Linked DNA regions of Sus scrofa: region 1 is linked to region 2. Evidence: chromatin contacts called from public Hi-C data. All regions are on one chromosome and are shown on one strand. The core of a region is the stretch at or near the end of the contact, and the rest is flanking DNA. Distances in the headings are between cores, read along the strand shown. Region 1 has its middle 490 kb from the start of SPRY1. Region 2 has its middle 480 kb from the start of ANKRD50.

Region 1 (3,846 bases), core at 228-2,727, 110 kb after region 2:
TTAAAGTTAAATTCAGTTTCAGCTGTGTATGATAATACCGGTAGTATTAACTGGTGCTGCAGATCCATGATAGAGATGATGCATGGTTACAACTTCTCAGGAAGGTTTCCCTCTAGTTTGGCTCAGGGTTTAGGCACATTTCTTTGAATTCTTCTGGGAGTAAACAGGAAAGGGGATAGCTTAATTCCTCTTCATTCTTATTCAGAGGATACAACTTTTGGCTGCTTCCACTTGAGGACTGGACTGCCCCTGACTCTCCACTCTAGGCAGATACTGAGCCTTGAATTTAGCCCTTTATGTCCCAGTACAGACCTCAAAACTGAAGGTCAAGTTTGCCTCATTCAGCAAAGGCCTTCAAGGATAAAAGTGGCTTCAGTCATTGTCTTACTGCTCTAGGTTCTTGCTTTTGGCTAGAAGTTGTCCTGAGAAGTCTTCTTATGTTTTTGATTATTTGATTTTGTAATGATGTAAATATATATGTGTGTGCATGTGTGTATTTATATATATATATAAACATATATATATATGTATATATATAACTTGTTACTTGTTTTCAGTGGGAGTATTTGCTCAAATACCTTTCAGTCATAACTAGAAAATAAGGGCATCAATAAATGTAAAACTAAATATTTTCAATATTAAATTTACAAAAGTATTGAGGGATCTGTCATATCCATCTCTAACTTACCCATTTCTCCTGCCTCCACCCTTCTTCCCATCATGTTATTTATATCCTGGAATTTATATAGGGACTGATGAGCCAATTTGAATCGTGCACATAGTGCTCAAATTCCTGTATAGAACACTTAAAGCTCAATGGCTGTTGATTTCCAGACATTTATTTGGTACTTGAATATCTCTGCTCTGCATCAAGATACTCCTTAACTTGATATCAAAATATCTCTAAAAATGTGTTCTAAATACGTTTTGTTTGATGATTAAAATCTTTCAAAGACAGGAATTTGATAAAATGTCTGAAGTAATTATAACAGGAAGAATAAAAAAATGAGTAGATATCTTAAGACATAAATATGAAAGAAAATGAGGATCCTCTCCTCCAGAGTATGTAGTACAAAGTTAAAATATTAGTCAATGATTAGGAATGCAAAACAATCCCAGTCCTTCTATGAGTATAATGTGAAGTTGTAGCATTTGCAAGTCCTGTTTCTTTTCTTTCTTATTCTTCCTTTGAGAATAGGAAAGAATTTACAAACCAAATTCTTCATACATGATATCTTCTTCATGGACTCTTAAAAGTATTGGCACCCTAGACACAAAATGTACCATAAGACATTCCTTTGTATTTTTCATAGTTTCATGGGAAGGAACTTATGCAAATTATAGTCACAGACAAAACATATCCTGGTGACATCATGATTTCACTGAAAACTTTCCAACACTGAAAAAATATGTTTCTTCCATCCTTACCCTCCCCCTCTGGTAGCAACAGGCACATCCAGCTGTTGTTTTTAGAGAAGGGCGTCTATTGAAGCACCACCCTGTTTTTGCTGGTCTCATCCTTCAGCGTATTTGCAGAGTGCAAAATCAGTTCCTCATGTTATGGTCATTGTTGGAGTTCTTTGTTCTATAACTCCTTTCTGATTAAGAGTTTCAAGAAGTTATTAAAAATAACAAACAAATGTTATTAAGGGATACACATATTCTTGCTTGCCATCGTGATGAAATTCTAAACAGTTGCAAGCTGTTATAAAAATGAATGTATAATTAAAATCATAAGCCAAATAAATTAAAACCATTAAGAATTTCATCATAATAAGATATATCAAATTCAAAACAAGATTGCAAACCGATTTTGGTGGGGATATTGAAAATTTCATACTTCCCAGCTTCATCATTATGGTTTTAAGCAGAAATTATTTTGGCCAATGCAGATTTTAAAATAACAAACGCAGCTATTTTCTTCTTAGAGGAAGACTGCTGTACCAGAGCCATTATTCTTATAGTGCCTTGTAACAAAATCTTGACCACTTCAGCCCCAGAGACTAAAGAACATTAGTGGAAATGTAGAAAAATATTTTCTGATTATATGACCAGGTATTTGGTACTGTACCCTGTTTGACACAAATGAAGTTTCTGGGCTCCTCGAACAGAGGGCACATGTATCTAACACCAGTATCTTGTCGTAAAGTTTTGCAATACGTGTATTATTACATAGATAAATCACACACACTAATTTTCATGTGCAGGGATTCTTGGAGAAATCAGTAAAACGTAGGTATATATTATTTCACAGTAATTTTTTTGAGTCTGAAAAAAATCTGAAATAATGAGTCTGTTGTGAAAATATATTTTTTTACTAAACATTTATTATATGGCAATGATTTCTAATCCCAGCTCCTTCTTAAGCCCATCTCTTTAATTAGCAATAACAATGATAACTTTTTAACAACCTGTTAATAAGTTTGTTAAATATGACTGGAATTATAGTCATCTTTAGTTAGAAGATGACTGGGAAAATAGAAAGATAAATAAAAGCAAGGCTTTGCCTCTTATGTTCCGTTGAACTTTTGATCAGTTTTATTAACTTTTGCTTGGTTTCTTTTTCTGTACAATTAGAGAATTAGGCTTGAATTGGTGGTTTTCTAATTATTTTAGCCACGCAACCATTATTCAGTGTGCCCTGACAGAAATGTGCACAGAGTGGAGCTGCTGTTATGGAAGCAGTGTCACTCTTGGAGTGCTAGCTGTGGGTTCAGCTTCCCTGTGGTGGGGGCCGATGAAGCCTCAAACACAGTTTGGTAAACAATGCACACTGGGCAATAAAAAGAGACTGTAACCATTTATAAGTTTAGAAGGAAAAATGGAAGGCAGGCATGGGGGGTAAGGAAAAAACGTGCCTAGTTAGTGTCTCTCTCCAAGTTTAAAATAACACCTTAAGTTTGTTCTTTTACTACATTTCAAAACAGTGGTTGAATTTTTTCATTGTCATTTTTTACAAATTCTTCAATGAAATAGAGCTGGAGGATTTTTATCATCTCACAGTTGTAGTAGTTTCTTTATGTCCATTTAAGAGAGGTAGCTTTGATAATACTACTTGGTACCAACCAACAACATCTGTTTCTCCCTCTTTTTCAGCATGCCAGTGTGCCCACTCAAAACTGCCCCAGACTCTCTAGCATTTTGATATAGCCCATGTGCAAAATTCTGGCCAATGAAATGAAAACAGAAGAATGCTACATGGGGGTTTCAGGAAAGCTGTTGTTTTCATGATTTAAAAAAAAAAAAGACTCATTCATCATTAATTTGTAGAATGTATTTGTGGCTTATATCTTTCGCCCTGCGCCCTTTGTTACTGAGCCAAATTTGGATCTGCTCGCCTAAGTACAGTAAAGCCAATTTATTGATACTGGTTTGTGGTAAAGGAACATGCAGCGTTTATTACAGGGAACAAAGTGAGGAGTCTAGGTAGCTAGTGCTCAAAAGGCTCCAACTTCCTGATGGCTTTCATGGGAGGGGTTTTAAAGACAAGGTGAGGGAAAGGGTTGCGGGGTGCTTTATCAGCTCTGAATATTCTCCTGATTGGTTGGTTGATGAGGCAGCATCATCAACCTTCTGGTTCCAACTGATCTGGGGTCTCTGTGCTTGTGAACAGCATATGGTTAACTTCTTCTACATAGTTAACTTCTTTAGCCCTTGAGGAGAAACTAAAGGTCCTTGACTTTGTTTAATGCTAAAATATTATTTTGTCTTGCTTGATTGTTTTTCTTTGTTTCTGCTTTTTTTTATTTTTATTTATTTATTTTTTCCTTCTCTGGTTAAATGTATTCTTTGGGACTTGGGGGAAAGCCTAGGAGACTAAAGTTTTTCTACAAACTAAAGGAAGGT
Region 2 (3,887 bases), core at 1,328-3,827:
CCTTTGGTTTCTGGAGCTCCTAAAGGACAGGAAATGATGTAATGATGCTTGGTCCTGCAACATCTGGAATCCAATGGAAAGGTAATGAAAAAATGGATATTTAAAAAAATAAAGATTATTTACTATCAATCACAGTTTTTAAATTTATCTGTGGATTTATTTTATTGCATTTTATTATCACATTACCTTAATGTTTCTGCTAATAATGAAATTACCTAATTGGTTTATTATCCAGTTTATGAATTTTGACATAAGAGTAGAACTGGGCCCCTGGCTTTCCTCCAGCCATGTGGAGTAGCTAAAATATATCAAAAACATAAATTTTTCCTGTTTTTAACAGATTAAAGATGGTCAAGAATTCCTTGACACTCCTCCCATTAAGAGATGGGGGTCTGTGATCTTTGTCGTAAATATAGTATGCTTTGATGACAGATGTGTCTCTTGGACATTCCCTCCTAGAATCCAAATCAGGCATAAGCAGTATGATACTCTTTTGCTAAAGGCATCTGAAGCTACCCACAGGGAGAGGCCATGTGGAGAAGAACTGAGGAAACAGCTGACAGACAAAATTAATATGGTACTAGTAAAGCCATCCCAGTCATCTTCACCAGTTAGAGTTAACCAGTTTTAGGCCCCAGACATCCTGAAAAAAAAAGAACTGCTGTTCTCTGCCTGAATTCTTCACCCACAAAATCATGAACCTAATAAAATCATTTTTTTATGTTATTAAATTTTGGAGATATTTGTTTCATAGTAATAGATGATGGAACAGTGATTGAGTTAATAGTTGTATATATCTATATACACATATTTGTGTATATGTATATGTATAAATACATAAATATATGATATATGTGTTTGTATCTTGAAGGAACTATCTAAAATAGATTTCAATTATCCATTTAATTTTTTAGTTACAATTATCTCAAACTTATAATATGCATATGTATTATTATTTTCAAAGAAATCATATTGTCATTTAATTAGTATCTTCATTTGTCAAGTACCTGGAAGCAAACTGATATGCAAAATAAGAGTAAAAAGCAATTTCTTAATTCTCAATCTGATGGCCTTTCCATTAAACCACATTGTTTTTATCCATCTTTTGTGGGGGTTTTTTTTGTTTTTTGTTTTTGTTTTTGTCTTTTTGCCATTTCTTGGGCCGCTCTCGCGGCATATGGAGGTTCCCAGGCCAGGGGTCCAATCGGAGCCGTAGCCACCAGCCTATTCCAGAGCCACAGCAACTCGGGATCCGAGCCGTGTCTGTGACCTACACCACAGCTCACGGCAATGCCGGATCTTTAACCCACTGAGCAAGGGCAGGGATCAAACCCGCACCTCATGGTTCCTAGTCGGATTTGTTAACCACTGCGCCACCACGGGAACTCCATCACTTTTGTGTTTTATAAATGTCATGCATTTTTAGAATGGGCCAGTCTAAAAGACACTGATTCAGAAAACTTGATTCTGTTAAAGTGTTATTCATTTCTGGTTTTCCTGTCTCATAAAAATATGTCATCAAACACAAAAATGGATTTTGTCAGAAAAACTTTTTTGGAAAAAAAGTTAGTTTAATAACATAAGTAATAAATATTACAATTTATTAAAAGAAAACAGTTTTTTAAAGCATTTAAATGAATGCACAGATTACTTATAACACTGAAAGTCCTGTTTTGAAAAAAAAAAAAGGCTATGACGTGATTTTAATAAGAATATTGCAGTAGGAGTTCCTGTTGTGGTGCAGTGGTTAACGAATCCGACTAGGAACCGTGAGGTTGCGGGTTCGATCCCTGGCCTTGCTCAATGGGTTAACAATCCGGCGTTGCTGTGAGCTGTGTTGTGGGTCACAGACGAGGCTCGGATCTGATGTTGCTGTGGCTCTGGAGTAGGCAGGTGGCTACAGCTCTGATTCAACCCCTAGCCTGGGAACTCCATATGCTGCTGGAGCAGCCCTAGAAAAGGTGAAAAAGACAAAAAAAAAAAAAAAAAAAGAATATTGCAGTAATTTGTCTATCTTTTGACATTGGAGTACTTCCATTGAAGAGAGACTAAGTTATTAAGAGTCAAATGTCTTAATTATGGAGATATTCTATTTTAAGGTGTACTTACAGAAGTAGGTACAGATGTCTGTTAAAAAGTACAAGTACATTTTGAGCATTTAATTCTTATCAATAACTGACTTTAATTTTAAGTGGGAGAAGACTTTTTTCTAAGATCAAAAGTGCTGCTAACAAGTAACTCTTATTGGGGCTTAGTTCTGAAGTTCAAAAGATTACCAGGTGGCTTTTGCCAATCTGTAGAAAGCAAAGGATTGTTCCCTCAATTAAATGGTACTTTTCCAATCTATTCTTTGGGGATTTAGGTTTTGAAGTTCCTAATTCTTATTAAGAGATGTGACTAGATTTCCATTTACCAATTAAAAATGCACCTTTTCAGCTGTCTGAACTCACAGACTTTTGATCTTCTTCTAGAAGAGAAGGACATAAAAAGTATCATGGTTAGCCAGTTCTCACTTACTATGTTTCTGCTTTAAGTAGTCCAGCAAACAGACTTCTGCATCTATCCCCCAGAGACAGATTATATCCGTTTGTGATTACTCAGAATGACCACTAAAGGTCACTCTTACTCCATTTTCTCAACCCAGTTTTGAAACCTGAGCCCAGGTAGTAAAATTTGTGAAACCTCTATTTTTGCAGTAGCAAAGGATGCACTAGGGATGGAATATTTGGGGGCCAAGGAGTACTAGTTAGAGTTCCTGTTCAGTTCAGGAAGAAACAAATCCTACCTGTATAAGTCAGAAATTTGAAATGAAAGATTTGTGTTACATCCTTACATTAATGCATTTCTAGGAACTTTATCAAAATGTATAACATTTATTTTAAAGTGAACACTGGCTGATGTGAAATACAGTGATTATATTTTGGCCCATAATGAAAATGTTTTATTTAGAAGAGAAAATAATTCATTTTCAGGAAACACATTTAAGACCTCAATGCTTATGGAGTTAATAAATTATAAATGATTTTATTTGTAGAGGAGAAGGAAAGTTGAAAATAACACTTGCCAAGAATTTAACAGCTTAAATCGATTTATTTGTACAAGTGAAGGCATTACATATAAGAGCCATTTCCTTTTTATGCATAAGTGTTTTGGGTATTTAAGAAATGTTCATATTTTAAAGTCTTGGCTATTTTAGGTAAGGAAAAAAATCTTCTGCACAGATTACAGAAGATACTTCAAATGCTTAATTTCACAAATAATAAGAAAAAATAAATTACAGCAATTAAAATCTGTTTAACTTAAAAAATGACCCCCAAATTAATGGGAAAATACCAAATGTTAATATTAGGTAAAAGTATATCACATTTTTCTGAGATGGAAAATAAGTATTGACATTTGGTGACATCTAGTAAAAAAAAAAAAAGTGAATTCATGTGGACCTAATAATTTACTTCTAGGATTCACCTTAGGGAAACATCCATTTGTTCAAGGAAATATGTATAATATATTATGATGAAGAAGGTAGTTTAATGTAAAACTTAATTATTGAAAGACTGGCTAATTCTGTACCACAGAATATTAAGCAATGCTGGAAAGTTTTTTTAAAAAAACAACATTTAAATAATTAAAATGAAATTCCATTAGATACACAGAGTAAAATAGTATTTTTTTATTTCCAAAATTAAAATGTTGGTTTGAGTCATATGAAATTGGTAATATTTAGTTATTTTCAAGCTACAATCTACAAGTTTCATATGGTTCAGTATATTCATAGGAATAAAGAGAAAGTAGACTAGTTTTTTTTCCATGACCTAAGATTAGATTAGTGATATGAGGGGATTTCTAGTTTTTAAATATTTAATTTTTTAAATTTTTTAAATATTTAA

Evidence for each region. A called contact is a pair of places that touch in the nucleus more often than the background predicts.
Region 1: a contact with region 2 is called in a Hi-C map of fetal skeletal muscle, with 1.6 times the contacts expected there. The contact joins two enhancer-like sites. A contact is called at or near these places in 4 of 47 Hi-C or Micro-C datasets (alveolar macrophages, embryonic fibroblasts, fetal skeletal muscle and 1 more).

The regions. Positions count from the first base shown.
Region 1 is chr8:100,372,469-100,376,314 of Sscrofa11.1, forward strand. No RefSeq gene overlaps it. Among named protein-coding and RNA genes, the nearest start is that of SPRY1, 490 kb to the right of the region's middle. Within about 2 kb of position 1,478, at least 10 of the 83 cell types and tissues checked have an H3K27ac peak or open chromatin away from gene starts, as enhancers often do. A contact at or near this core is called in fetal skeletal muscle, where this site is marked.
Region 2 is chr8:100,258,469-100,262,355 of Sscrofa11.1, forward strand. No RefSeq gene overlaps it. Among named protein-coding and RNA genes, the nearest start is that of ANKRD50, 480 kb to the left of the region's middle. Within about 2 kb of position 2,578, at least 1 of the 83 cell types and tissues checked has an H3K27ac peak or open chromatin away from gene starts, as enhancers often do. A contact at or near this core is called in fetal skeletal muscle, where this site is marked.